2 separate regions of the Sus scrofa genome follow, and region 1 is linked to region 2. The links are chromatin contacts, called in public promoter capture Hi-C maps. All regions are on one chromosome and are shown on one strand. Each heading gives the region's core, a stretch centred on a gene start, on an enhancer-like site or on the middle of the called end of the contact. The rest is flanking DNA. Distances are from core to core; before and after follow the strand shown.

Region 1 (6,671 bases), core at 3,266-5,765, 140 kb before region 2:
GCAGCTGCTCATTAAACAAAACATAATCCTGCTCATCCGAGAAACAGTTGAGGCGCTGCCTCAGATATGGCTGCTCTGACAAGGGTTTATCTATCACTTCTGCAGTAAAGTGTCTGCCACCCAAAGATCTATCTAGAACATTGGGTCAGGTGAACACATTTCCTTTTTTTTTTTTTTTTTTTTTTTGCTTTTTGGGGCTGTACTCGTGGCGTATGGAGGTTCCCAGGCTAAGGGTCGAATCGGAGCTACATACATACACCACAGCTCACTGCAATGCCAGATTCTCAACCCACTGATCGAGGCCAGGGATCGAAACTGAAACCTCATGGTTCCCAGTCGGATTTGTTTCCACTGTGCCATGACGGGAGTCCTTCCTTTCTTTTTTCAAATTAAATTAGTATTATAAAGCCAATTGGCTGAAAGGAATAGTTCAATAAAACCCAGAAAATCTGGTATAGAGAAATATCAGTGTAAATCATTATTCATGAATTTATCAGACAAAAGGGCTTCAGTTTTCTTGCACTGTTCCTACTAACATGGGTCTGCAAGAAACTGGCCCAGTGTCTACTCCAACCAGTGGGCAAAATACCTTACATTCTTTTTGACAAGGAAGAGATATAGCTGATTTCAAGAGAACCAGGGAAAACAGCCCTTTGGGGGTTTTTGGTTTGGTTGTTTTGGTTTGGTTTTTTTGGCTGCACCCATGGCATGCAGAAGTTCCCCGGCCAGGGATTGAACCTGTGCCACAGCAGTGACAATACCTGGTCTTGACCCTCTGCACCACCAGGAAACTCCTAAAATAGCACCTCCGAAATGCTGGGTAACCACACACGGCAGTGTTAGGAGGCTGCCTGGACCCTCACTTTTGCCTGCAGCTCCGTCTGGGCTCTGACAAGGCGCTTTGTGAAACCCCAGCTTCAGAGGCTGAAGACCTCATGTTTTCCAGGTTGTGGAGAAGCTGATCCGAGGCCTGGCCATGGAGGACAGCAGAAACATGTTCGCGCTCTTTGAGTACAATGGACAGGTCGACAAAGCCATCGAAAGCCGTACCATCGTAGCGGATGTGTTGGCAAAGTTTGAAAAGTAAGTTCCTTCTACCAGAAATGTCAGCAGATCTGAGAAAAGAAATGTAGAGCAGGAGGGCTTGAACGTCTATTGAGTTTCGGCCTCAGCGTGCATCTCACCTTGTGTTGAAGCATATTTAATTCACACGCGACCTCTGTTAGCCTGTTCCCCTTGGTTCCTAGATATATCAAGTCTCTTCCTCAAATATCGTTCACCCCATCATTGTTCCTCTGACCCATTCTCTCTCTCCGTCCCCTGGTGTACTCTTTATCTTGGAATTTTCTGATTCTTAGATTTTACTTTTCATTGGCTTTGAAGCCAGGCAAGTAGGTAGAAGCCAATTTATTAATTCTTCAAACCCCATTTTTTATCTACAACATTCAGACCCCCCAAGTAACACAAAAGATACTCCCTGGTGTAAACACAGCCTCCCTGATGTTCTTGTCCATTTTTCTTAATATTTTTTTATAGCTTGAGAGTTGTTAGAGGGAATGAAGAAAGAGGCTTTATTTCCTTTTTTCCTCTGGATTCAGCATAATGCTTAGCTGGGGCTAACCAGACTGGGACATTCAGAAATACTTGTTAGCTCAGGTTAACTGAAGGCTGCCTGTTTGCTGTCTTCAAGTGAAACCAGGACAAAAGCTTTTTTTTGGCCTCTGGGTAAACAAAATCAGCGGGGAGCTCCAAGGAGTGTCAATCCGGCTATATTTTCTCTCCCTCCGCCCCCATCTCCTCCCTCTCTGTCTGAGCACAGGGTGTCTGAATTGTTACAGAGAATACACCTGTGGGCCACCCCTGGCCCGTTTCTTGCTTTGCTTTCTGAGTCTCTCTCAACTTCTGTCTGTAGGCTGGCTGCCACATCAGACGTGGGTGACCAGCCCTGGAAGTTCTACTTTAAACTCTACTGCTTCCTGGACACAGACAACGTGCCGAAAGACAGCGTGGAATTTGCATTTATGTTCGAACAGGTAAATGGAGCTCTCTGGTTCCTTTGCAGGCGAGCGAGGGTGAAACCCATCCATAGACCACGCGCCATCCTCCCTGTGCGGACATGAGCTGCCTGTCCTTAGAAATCACACGAGGCGCAGAGTTGTATTTGTTCTAGTGAGGGGAACAGTGAAGGTCTAGTGTTTTTTGCAGGTTTAAGGTTTATACATGGTACAGCTTTGTGGTCTCTAATTCCTGCACTTTATATGGGATCTCCAGGAATTTCTTTACCTACTCGTTGCAAGCATGTACCCTAAAAAAACAGCCTCTCTTCCATCCCTTCACCACACCCCCAGCCTTTGGTAACCATTATTTAATTCTTGTTTTCTCCAGTTCAGTTTTTCGCTTTGTTTGGTTTTTTAGATTCCCCATGTAAGGGATATTATACAATATTCGTAATGACAGATTTCCTTTTTTTCTCAAGGCCGAGTAGTAGTCCATTGTGTGTGTATGTATGCTTTTATCCTTTCATCTGTTAATAGACACTTAGCTGGTTTCCATATCTTGGCTGTTATGAACTACAGTAAACATGGAAGTGCAGCATCTCTTTAATAAAAAAAATTTTTTTAATTTTTAAAAAGGGCAAGACATCACACGTGGCAGTGGACTTCCCAGCATGGACAGGGTCAGCTGCTCTTTCATTCAGTTGTAGAATGAAATTCTACACTTATTATTTGAACTCCTATACCAGGAACTGTTCTAGTTGAGGGGAGAGACAGTAAGAAATAAAGTACATGTGTTCAGTGGTATCCGTGCCAGGGAGGGATTTAAAACAGCAAAGGTTGGGGGGGGGGTCAGGGTACAATTTCTAGGGAAGGTGGCATTTGAGAAGGTGGCTTAGGCACAAGTGGCCAAGGGAGCAAGCTGGCCAAGCATCCCTCCGCGCCCCTAAAGCTCTCGCCCACCTGCTTGCAGGCCCACGAAGCCGTCATCCGCGGCCATTACCCAGCCCCCGAGGAGAACCTGCAGGTGCTGGCTGCCTTGCGGCTACAGTACCTGCAGGGGGATTACACACTGCACGCCACCGTCCCGCCTCTCGAGGAGGTCTACTCGCTGCAGAGGCTCAAGGCCCGCATTAGCCAGTCCACTAAGAGCTTCACACCCAGCGAGAGGCTGGAGAAGAGGCGCACAAGCTTCTTGGAGGGGACGCTGCGGCGGAGCTTCCGGACAGGGGCCGCCGTGCGCCAGAAGGTGGAGGAGGAGCAAATGCTGGACATGTGGGTCAAGGAGGAGGTGTCCTCGGCACGAGCCAGCATCATGGACAAGTGGAAGAAGTTTCAGGGGATGAGCCAGGAACAGGCCATGGCCAAGTACATGGCCTTGATCAAGGAGTGGCCTGGGTACGGGTCGACGCTCTTTGATGTGGAGGTAAGAGCTGGCTGCTGCTTCCTGGCCCAGGTTGCACCTGAGTCAGTGTGACCGTGGTCAAGTTCATAGGGAGGGCAGACCAGGCCCAACATTGGACTGTCTTACCCTCTTCTATTAGAGCCCCTGACATTTTACCCTTAACACCCCCACCACCTACCCAAGGTGTATGTCCTCCTTTATAGTAAATACTTTCTTAATATTGGAAGCGACCAGAAAATTTAAATGTCACTCTTTTTTTTTTTTGGCTGCAATGTGCAGCAGCTTGATGTTGGATCTCAGGTCCCAGACCAGGGATTGAACCTGGGCTGCAGCAGAGAAAGTGCTGCATCCTAACTGCTAGACCACCAGGGAGCTGACAAGATGCCACTTATTCTTAAGTAACTTCCAACTCCATGTTATTCAAGCTATAGATCCAGTTAAAAAGTGCTGGTAAAAATCTACATTAATTTTTTAAAGTTTTTTGGGACTTTGTACATAAAATTAGAAATTTGGGATAGACTTGGATTTTTATTTTTTCCCATGACTGTTGGTAGGGAGGAATTTCTGTTACACAGTTGGAATTTGGCTAAAATTCACGTCAACCTAGTACGGATTCATATCCTTTTTTTAAAACGTAAACCATTTATTGAAAGAAAACCTTATTACTGATCTAGATCAAGGCTTGGCAAACTGCCCAGTGGCCAGATCCTGCCTGCCTTCTTTTTGTAAATAAAGTTTTATTGGAACACAGCAATGCTCATTCCTTTATGTATTTTTCTCAGGCAGCTTTCACGCTAAAATGGCAGGGTTAAATAGCTGTGACAGAGACCACAAAACCTAAAATATTTACCCTTAAACCACTAAGTTGGCCACAACCCCTGTCTGTTTTCCTTGTGATCATAGTCAATCAGCATGTTATTTCATGACTTTTAAATGAGGCGCTATAAAAATGTAATTCTTGAGCATCTGTTCCAGGATCCTTTCATGACTTTTCATTGGATGCTGTCTTTCTGTGGGTTGATTCAGTTACATTTGTTTTTAAGTACAAGTCCTGGCTCTTATTTTCCACTGCTGATTGTGCAAGAAAGTCTGTTGTTAAACAAGTTAGATCAGTCACTGTGCACACAACTGGTCATTGCTGCTCCTTGTCCTGTGTTGTTTAATAAGAGAAGCCAAAACTGCCCAGCACAAATTTGGGGAATTTCCCTATGGGATCCTAGATTGTTTTATTTGAAAAATTATCATCTTGGAGTTCCCAGTGTGGCTCAGCAGGTTAAGGACATGACATGGTGTCCATGAGGATTCGGGTTTGATTCCCTGGCCTCACTCAGTGGTTAAGTTGCGGCGTAGGTTGCAGATGCTGGCATTGCTATGGCTGTGGTGTAGGCTGGCAGCTGCAGCTCCGATTCGACCCTGAGAACTTCCGTATGCCGCAGGTGAGGCCGTAAAAAGAAAAAGAAAATAGGAATGGAGGCAGAACTAGAGATAGAAGAGGGTAGCCCTGGCTCAGGCTGCTTGATTTGCTGGGGGGCTCCTTGTCAATTTCCGCAGCTACTGCCAACTCCACGCTACTGATTCAGGTGGCTGTTACAACATCAGGTAATGATGTTGAGATGTGGGGCATGCAGGCCAGATGTTGGATTTACCAGTGAGGGTTCCCCAAATGCACGGGATCAGCCAGTCAGAAATCACTCAGGACAGCTGTATTTCACTTCCCCCCCAGGCACGAAGACACGTTGAATGTGTTTAATAGTCCGTGCAGTGTCCTTGACTTAGAGCCTCTCTTGTTTCTGTTTCTAACGTTGATGACCTAACAACCCTTGCACTGACTCTCGCCCACCAGTGCAAGGAAGGCGGCTTTCCCCAGGACCTCTGGCTGGGCGTCAGCGCGGACGCTGTCTCCGTCTACAAGCGTGGGGAGGGGAGGCCGTTGGAAGTCTTCCAATACGAGCACATCCTCTCCTTTGGGGCCCCCCTCGCCAACACATACAAGATTGTCGTCGATGAGAGGGAGCTGCTCTTTGAAACCAGTGAGGTAAGAGGCGAATCTTTCATCTGTGGCCTTGGCAAAATAAAAAAGCAACACCCCGTTTCCTAAAATTTGACAAATTTTATTTGGATATTTTGCTTTAAGACATAGGAAGGTACAGTCTGGTGGTCCCTCCCCAGCTGCAGGCTTCTCACGGGCCAAAAATCGGACAGCCCCAAATTTCTTCGGTATCATTTGGCAGAATTACTAGATGATGTGACAGTGGATGGCATCTGGGGGAACTTGGATCCGGCCATGTCCACAGAGCAGGAGGGAGCAAGGGGCAGACCATTCTGGACAGAGCTGATTCTAGCCAGCAAAAAAAAAAAAAAAAAAAAATTGCAAAAAAGACCTATCTCTTTGGGAGCTGCTCTTGTGGCTCAGCAGGTTAAGAACCTGACTAGTATCCATGAGGATGCAGGTTTGATCCCTGGCCTCCCTCAATGGGTTAAAGGATCCAGAATTGCTGTGCGCTGTGATGTAGGTCACAGATGAGGCTTGGATCCTGTGTTGCTGTGGTATAGACTGGCAGCTGCAGCTCCAATTCAACCTCTCGCCTGGGAACTTTATATGCCACAGGTGTGGCCATAAAAAGAAAAACAAACAAAACACCCCTCTATGTATGTATGCCATCCTGTTCCAGAGCTTAAAATATGGCGGTAATAGTGATGATAATACAAGAAGCCCACTGGGGTCTCTGCACAGGGAGCTGCTAACACCTCAAGATTGGAAATGGGCACGAATCACATGCTGCCCATTCGGCTGTTGGTTTAAGTGATGGGGAGGATATGCTGGGAGACGGTGATTGGACAAGGATGTGGTGCAGGAGGTGTCATGGAGCTGAAACAAGATGGGGGCCTCCCACTGGAGGGTCTCCGGAGCAGGCTGCAGGGTTTGGTCCATTGCATAGACAATAGGGAACTGCCATAGGATCTTTGGGCATGATATGTAACAATAACAGTGCTTTTACAGAGATGTGGGATGAGATTGGAGTCCAAGAGAGAACAGGGAAAAATGGAAGTCAGTAGGGGTATCTTCACAAGGATGCAGGCCATCAGGAGGGACAGGCCAGAAGGGGTGACAGTGAACGCATCATCTGAAATAACTACTGCAAGCTTGGAGCTGGCAGGAAGCAGAACGGCAAATAGCTCTGCCAGGCCCTCAAGTCTCATTTCTGTGTCCAGAGTCACCGTGAGGAGTTGACCAATCTTTAAAAGCTGTGATTGTGGGCGCTGTCGTTTCC
Region 2 (7,653 bases), core at 1,594-4,093:
TGAAAGAACGGCGTTCTGACGCTGGGGAGGGAAGGCAGAAACCCAAGGAGGAAGCCTCCAGGGCCAAAGAAGAAGGAAGGAAGCGAGGACAGTGACCGGGGAAGCAGACAGGATCGAAAAATACCGGGAAGAGCATCCCCTGGCCAGGGACCTGGCTCCCTGCAGCTCCTTATCCCACCTCCCACCCCATTTGGGGCTCCACCTGGAGGCAGCGGGCGGGCCCTGGGTGTCTTCAGTCACCTGAGTGGAGGGGTGTGGACAGGTGACACACTGCCTATTCCAGCCGCCTTGAAGGGACCCTAGGCCACCCAGACTGAGCTCTGAAAGTGTCTAATCTCAGAAGCCCTTCCACACGAGATAATCGTGGCCAGGCACCCACTGGGTTATTGTTTGTTTGTTTTTTTTCAAGGTGCATCCAAGACAGTTGCTCTGCAGGTGACAGGGTGATGGGCTGGGCCCCTGTTTTCATGGAGCACAGTCTGAATGGGGGAGAATTTTTTTTTAACACTTACATTAAAAAACAAGTAAACCAGTCTTTATGATAATGAGAGCTGAAAAAATAAGAATGGCAGTGTGGGAGATGACCTGGTTGGTGTGTGGGATGGAGGAAGTTAAAAAGGCCTCTCTAAGGAAGTGCCCTTGGAGTTGAGATTTGAAGGCGCCGGTCACGGGAGGGCATAAGGAGAACAGATTCCAGAGGGGGCCCCAGCTTGGGCAGAGATTCCGAGAGGGTATCGGCTGATACCTATAAGGAGCAGAAAGGCGGGAAAAGTGAGTAGGAAAGAGGACAGCACTTCTTAGGCCACAGTAGGCAGTTGGATGTTATTCGAGGTGTGAGAAGTTAGGAGAGGGTTTGAGGCAAGGGACTGGGGCCTGTGGGGCCACGTGAATTCTTGAGAGACATTTTGAGGTAAGATACGCTTTTGTGAATTGGCCAGAGGACCTTGGCACTGTTTATAACTTTTCATGGAAACCCGGATTCTGAGGTGTAAAAATGCCAACTTTTGGAATGTAACTGAGTGTGTAAGTTGGGAATTAGCTGGATATGTGATACAGAAGTCGGTATAGATGACACATCAAGAAAATCCAAGGACAAGTATGGATGTGTAGGTATGACTGGGTCACTTTGTTGTACAGCAGAAATTGACAGAACGTGGTAAATCAACTATAATAAAAATTTTTAAAAAAAAGAGAGAGAAGAAAATCCAAGGGCAAAAGCTAGCACATTGGAAGTTGCAGAGTTGTTTGGGGTCACATGTCAGGTGACAAGGACCTGGGTTCAGTGCATGGTGGTGCAGACCTGCCCTAGGTGCCTGGACTCACATCAGGGGCTTTGCCTTCTGCAAGACCAGAACAACTTCAGGCAGGTCAGGCCCAGTGATATGGGCCCTGAGGGTGGAACATGCTCAGTGTGGATTTGGGGGAACAAGTGTCTCAGAAGTCCACAGTGAATAAGGGTGACATGGCATCCTGCTACTCAGGGGACAGGAGAAGGAGCCCTGGTGGGATGGCCCCTTGAAAATCGCAGAGTGGAGTTCCTGTTGTGGCTCAGCGGGTTATGAACCCATTTCGTCTCCATGAGGGTGCGGGTTTGATCCCTGACCTCGCTCAGTGGATTAAGGGTTGCTGTGAGTTGCAGTGTAGGTCGCAGACATGGCTTGGATCCTGCGTTGCTGTGGCTGTGGTGTAGGCAGGCAGCTGTAGCTCCAATTCAGCCCCTGGCTTGGGAACTTCCATATGCCACAGGTGTGGACTTAAAAAGCAAAAGAAAGAAAGAAAGAAATGGCAAAAAAAAAAAAAAAAAAAAAAAAAAGGAAAAGAAAAGAAAGAAAGAAAATCACAGAGAGCAACTTCTTTCCAGATTGTTCAGTAACATCTGCTTGTGTTGCACCCAGATCTAATGCTCAACTAGTAAGTAGACTATTACTGAGGACAGTGTGCAGGTTTGGCATTTAAGAGGCAAAATGTTGGCTGTTAACACCAAACTCTCTGAACTTGTTATTTGAGGTCTCATATAACATAGTAAAGACTCAAAAGTTTGAAAAAGGCTACTCAGCCTCTAAAACTGTTAACTCTTGTTATAGCAATCTCTGCTATTTGCACATTAGACCTACTCTGCTCTGGAGTGGAGAAATTGCCATATATTTGGGTTCTGGATATATGAAGGGTTATTGTGCTTAAGAAAACCAAAGCTTTTCAAACACACAGTGGCCTCTTGAGTGTTTGGAAATGGCATTAGCAAGCACATGGAATTTTGGTCTTGGAAGGTTTAAAAGAAGTTGTTTTTAAATATATTCTTTAATTCAGATGTTTTGATAATTCAGGTTGGCTCATCTTATAATGTTAATTCATTTTAATTTTTAATATTAATTTTAAATTAATTTTATAGGTTTAATTTTCCCTCATGAAGTCTATGCTGTGCTAATACTATTTCTCTAAAATACAAAGTGAGGCTAAGAAAAGCATCATGAAGTCTGACCCGAACGCCCAGGCTCACGCTTTGTGTGCCTGTACCATCGGTTGAGTCCCACCAGAGGGCGTATTTCAGCCTTCATATGCCTGCCAGAGAGAGTCCTTACGCTGCTGTTGGTTTTCAAATAGGCAGAGAGGTGAAGTGAATAAATGCAGTTCACACAGAGGTTAAGTGTGCTCCATTGTCTTCCCTTATACATCCCCAGGGCCTTCTAGGCGTTCAAGAAAGCTTCGTCGAAGGCACAAATGATTTATTTTTCTTCTCCCCTCTAATACAGTCGTGGAAAATATCTCTCTGGCATAGACAGTGTTTACCACTTTTAAAATCCTACTCTGACCCAGCTGGGCTGATATTTGCAATTTGACTGAGAACACAGAGAACAACGCAGTCTGTCCTTGTCGCAAGAGAGTTTGTTCAGCGTGAGATAGTTTAACGACCAGTTAACAAGCAACATTCTTCCCAAACCCATGCGGTTCCCCAGAAGCTTCCAGTGATGAAGCCTTGTTAAAGGCTTTTTTCTTTTTTCTTTTTTTTAAGGGCTGCACCCACGGCATATGGAAGTTCCCAGGCTAGGGGTGGGATCAGAGCTGCAACTGTTGGTCTACGCCACAGCCACAGCAATACTGGATCCCTAACCCACTGAGTGGGGCCAGGGATTGAACCCACCATCCTCATGGACACTAGTTGGGTTTGTAACCTGCTGAACCACAGTGGGAACTCCAAAGCTCATTTCTGTTTTATCAACAGGGGGTCACTTTGCCATCCCTAAAATGTGATGAAGATTTGTTTTCAGACCCGAAGATGGGCTGCAGCTGCCGTGTGGGTGGGCCGTGGAAAGGTCTGTCCTGGGGCTGCCAAGAGAAGTTGTCCCTGACAGGGAGCTGGCTCACTCCTGCAGGCTGTCCTTACTTCTGGCCTTTTGTTCCTTCATGGGCACATGGTGTAGAGCCCATGCGTCTAGAGCTCCAGGGTTTCTCCTCACTGTGGAAATCTGAGTCCCACAGAAGGCATGTGAGGGGACAGACTTACCTGAGGGGCAGATCCCTTTTTTTTAATTGTTATTTCCTCAATACAGTTTTTTTTCTACTGTACAGCATGGTGACCCAGTTACACATACATGTATACATTCTTTTTTCTCCCATTATCATGCTCAAATCTCATGCACAGCGGTGTTTGCCCACTGAGATGTTATGACTGTCCCTTTAGGGAAATAGAAATAGTATAGAGGAAAATGAACATAAAGAAGAAATGTATTGTACTTGTATTGTACTTGGTGTAGGTCGCAGACTTGGCTAGGATCCCGCATTGCTGTGGCTCTGGTGTAGGCTGGCAGCTGCAGCTCCAATTTAATCCCTAGCCTGGAAACTTGCATATGCTACAGGTGCGGTCCTAAAAAGACAAAAAAAAAAAAAAAAAAAAAAAAGACAGTGAGTTTGGGGGCTTTAAGACTATTATCCGGAGAAAGAAGTATTTACTGGCTACTTATTTTTATAAATTTTTTTCAGTTATCATTTTTTAAAAAGTTTTATTGAAGTGTAGTTAATTTATAAGTTGTGATAATTTCTGCTGAACAACAAAGTGACCCAGTCTATACACATACCATCCTTTCTCAAAGATTCTTTTCCCACAGAGATTGTCTGTCTGTGGTAAAACTTACCCTCTGGCTCCCTCTCCCTGCTCTTTTTTTTTTGTTTTTTTTTGGTTTGTTTTTTTTTTGTGTCTTTTTAGCTATTTCTTGGGCCGCTCCCGCGGCATATGGAGGTTCCCAGGCTAGGGGTCAAATCGGAGTCGTAGCCACCGGCCTACGCCAGAGCCACAGCAACGCAGGATCCGAGCCGCGTCTGCAACCTACACCACAGCTCACGGCAACGCCGGATCCTTAACCCACTGAGCAAGGGCAGGGATTGAACCCGCAACCTCATGGTTCCTAGTTGGATTCGTTAACCACTGCGCCACGACGGGAACTCCCCTCTCCCTGCTCTTGAAAAAATTGCTGCTCAGTGGCATCTCTTCCTAACAGAGGGATGCTCCAAAGGTCTGGTCTCTTGATGAATATACTTATTTATATAGAATAACTTCCTAGTGAGTTGCAGCTCACATCTTCAGGCATAAACACTTAACTGTTTTAACTGTTTTAACTCTTCTGTCGTGTGACTGCAGACGTGGTCTGTGGAAGGATGCAAAGTCATTTCCAATCCTGGCTGCCAATCCCCGCCTTCCCATTGACTAGCTGGTTGGCCTCTCTGAATTTCATCTTGTTATCAATAAAATGGGGATAGTAACATTTCCTTTATAGGTTTGTATTACAGATTAAATGTGGTAACCCACACTAAATACTGAGCTTGATGAGTGGCTCATTGTAAGTCCTCAAAAAATAGGGAATAATGCTTAACATAAGTTATACATTTGCTTACGCCACACAGAATAGGTCACTTTTGCGTGGAAGCACCTCAGCCGTCTGTGGTCTGTCGGTTGTGACTGTCCTGACTGCCGGTTGTGATCTCTCCAGAGGGTATTCAGCATCTGCACTCCATGCAGTCTCTCTCGAGGGTGGTCTCAGCCGCGAGTGTATACGAAACGGTGCACTCCTGGGTGGTTTGATCTGGCTGGTCTGTTTGGTAGGGCTACAAGGGGCGTATGTTCGGTTTGCACCGTTTTGATCCTTCCTGGAAGTGACTTAACCAGGTGAGCCTGGGTTGCTACCAGTGACCTGTGTTGGTGAAAGGAGTTACCACTTCTTGGGGGAACAAGGATGTCTGCCCACTGTGTTGGACAGTGAGCTGAGGACCCGCAGGAGGGGCGCTCAGGGCACAAGTTATCTTCTGTCTGATTGGTCTGCTGCGGTTTTTTTGTTTTTTGTTTTTTTCCTTTTGTCCTTTTTTAGGGCCTCACACGCGGCACATGGAGGTTCCCAGGCTAGGAGCTGTAGCTGCCAGCCTACGCCACAGCCACAGCAATGCCAGATCCCTGACCGGCTGAGTGAGGCTAGGGATTGAACTCGAGTCCTCATGGATACTGGTTGGATTCATTTCCACTGCACCACAACAGGAACTCCTGGCTTTAATCTGATGGGCACTGTGAACCTTCTGATTTAGCCACGCCGAGGTAAAGTTACAGCTTGTGTCTGGATCATGTGCACGACCTTCCGGATGCACCTCTGGGCACCCTTCCTCCCCTGCGCTTTCTTATTTTCTCTCCCATCAGGCGTCTTAGCCTCATTCCTTCGTAGGGTCACTACCTGCCCTGGCTGCAGCAGCTGTGTACAGGGCACCCAGCTGAGGGAGCTCGTCGGGGGCTGCCTCTGCCCATCCCAGGCTCTGACCCCAAGCCCTGGGCCCTCGTGTGGGGCTGTGTCTTCTGGAGAAAATTCACTATTTTGTACAAATACATCCAGTGGACTAACAGGCTGTGCTCCCTGAGGTCTTTATTTTATCCCTTGTTTCCTATGTACTTTTTTTTCTTTTTCTGGCCACACCTATGGATATGGAAGTTCCCAGGCTAGGAGTCGAATCCAAGCTGCAGCTGTCAGCCTACGCCACAGCCCAGCAGCACAGGATCCGAGCCACATCTGTGGCCTATACTGCAGCTTGCAGCAGCACTGGATCCGTAACCCACTGAGTGAGGCCAGGGATCAAACCCAAATTCTCATGGGTACTAGTTGGGTTTTTAACCCTTTGAGCCACAATGCGAACTCCTCTATGTACTTTTCTAAGCGATCTCAAATCCTTGGTGGATCAGAGTGAGGCAAATTACCAAGAGCAGAGCCTCTGCCACACGTGGATTCAATAGATACACTTGTATGAAGAAACAGAAAATGAAGTGTTCCACTCACCTCATTTTCAACTGAAAACCAGGGGACAGAAAGTATCGATTCATTTCCAGAGAAGGTCAGTTGTGGGTTGGAATTAAAGGGAAAAAATAACACCTCAGTTTTGTGTTTGAATAAATAGGGCATGAGCTTGCGGTGTTTAAAGAAAGGTTGCTTTGAAAAATGAGACATTTCCTATCACACTTCTCTTTCAACTAAAATCAGGGGATTTCGGAGTTCCCGTCGTGGCGCAGTGGTTAACGAATCCAACTAGGAACCACGAGGTTGCGGGTTCGGTCCCTGCCCTTGCTCAGTGGGTTAACGATCCAGCGTTGCCGTGAGCTGTGGTGTAGGTTGCAGATGCGGCTCGGATCCCGCGTTGCTGTGGCTCTGGCGTAGGCCAGTGGCTACAGCTCTGATTCAACCCCTAGCCTGGGAATCTCCATATGCCGCGGGAGCTGCCCAAGAAATAGCAACAACAACAACAAGAGACAAAAGACAAAAAAAATAAAATAAAATAAAATAAAATCAGGGGATTTCATTTGATTTCTGGGGCTGGTTGTCCCCATGGCAGCCTAGGAAGCATGTGTAGTAAGAACCAGCCCAAACGCAGAGGAAAGACCTTCAAGCAGAAGCAAGTTAAAATTCTGTTCATGTCTCTTCAGCTGTTCTTGTGAAACCACCAGTAAACTCTGAAAAGGAAAATAAAAATGACCTCCTGGGGGAATCCTGGCTTCTGGCTCTTGGGCCAGAGCGACCTCATCTCATCGGGGTTTGTGTGAGTGAGACCCTCAGGCAGGACGGTTCTACCTGAGAAGGACCTCCCTGCTGTGTTTTCTGATCTCTCTCTCCTCCTCTCATGCCTCCGTTCCCTCTTCAGTCGCTTTGTTCCCTTGGTGCCTTTACACCAAGAACTGCCTTCTCTCACCCACGGGACCTGGCACCTCTGGATCTCAAGCAGGCAAAGGCAAGGCGCAGGACCTGGATGTGGCAGCGTGTGGCCGTACATCTACATCACAAAGTGGCCTGGTGCACATGTTGGAAAATGGTGGGGTAGAGAGCATCCTGGCTGTTCCTGAGAGACACACACAAATTCAGTGAGCTTAGGACAGGTGTGTTACCCTTATGAGGAGCCACCCAGGAGCCTTCCAGGCCAGGACTCACTTGCCCATGCTCACCCCCTGCACAAAAGCCTCCATTCTGCAGGGTCTGCCTACCCCAGGCATGATTGTCACCCACTGGGTCAGTGCCACCAAGGGCTATTAAAGATGTGGCTCTGGGGCTTCAGCAGTGTCTGATGGGGGATCTCCGGAGGGCAGAGCCCTTGTCTTGGAAGGGGGACAGCCGTGGTGAGTATCTGGTGGGGGAAGAG

Evidence for each region. Promoter capture Hi-C pulls out the DNA fragments that hold promoters and counts their contacts.
Region 1: a contact with region 2 is called in a promoter capture Hi-C map of liver, with 7 times the contacts expected there. The contact joins two enhancer-like sites. A contact is called at or near these places in 1 of 5 promoter capture datasets (liver), 9 of 47 Hi-C or Micro-C datasets (blood, embryonic fibroblasts, fetal heart ventricle and 3 more) and 2 of 2 datasets of contacts at active chromatin or transcription factors (alveolar macrophages and skeletal muscle).

Annotation. Positions count from the first base shown.
Region 1 is chr16:5,908,970-5,915,640 of Sscrofa11.1, reverse strand. MYO10 (unconventional myosin-X) reads left to right here. Exons shown (of 41, transcript XM_005672397.3): 37 at 947-1,083; 38 at 1,913-2,033; 39 at 2,968-3,420; 40 at 5,243-5,434. Among named protein-coding and RNA genes, the nearest start is that of RETREG1, 33 kb to the right of the region's middle. Within about 2 kb of position 4,515, at least 1 of the 83 cell types and tissues checked has an H3K27ac peak or open chromatin away from gene starts, as enhancers often do. A contact at or near this core is called in liver, where this site is marked.
Region 2 is chr16:5,764,956-5,772,608 of Sscrofa11.1, reverse strand. All of the region lies in intron 3 of RETREG1 (reticulophagy receptor FAM134B), which reads left to right. Among named protein-coding and RNA genes, the nearest start is that of ZNF622, 54 kb to the right of the region's middle. Within about 2 kb of position 2,843, at least 13 of the 83 cell types and tissues checked have an H3K27ac peak or open chromatin away from gene starts, as enhancers often do. A contact at or near this core is called in liver, where this site is marked.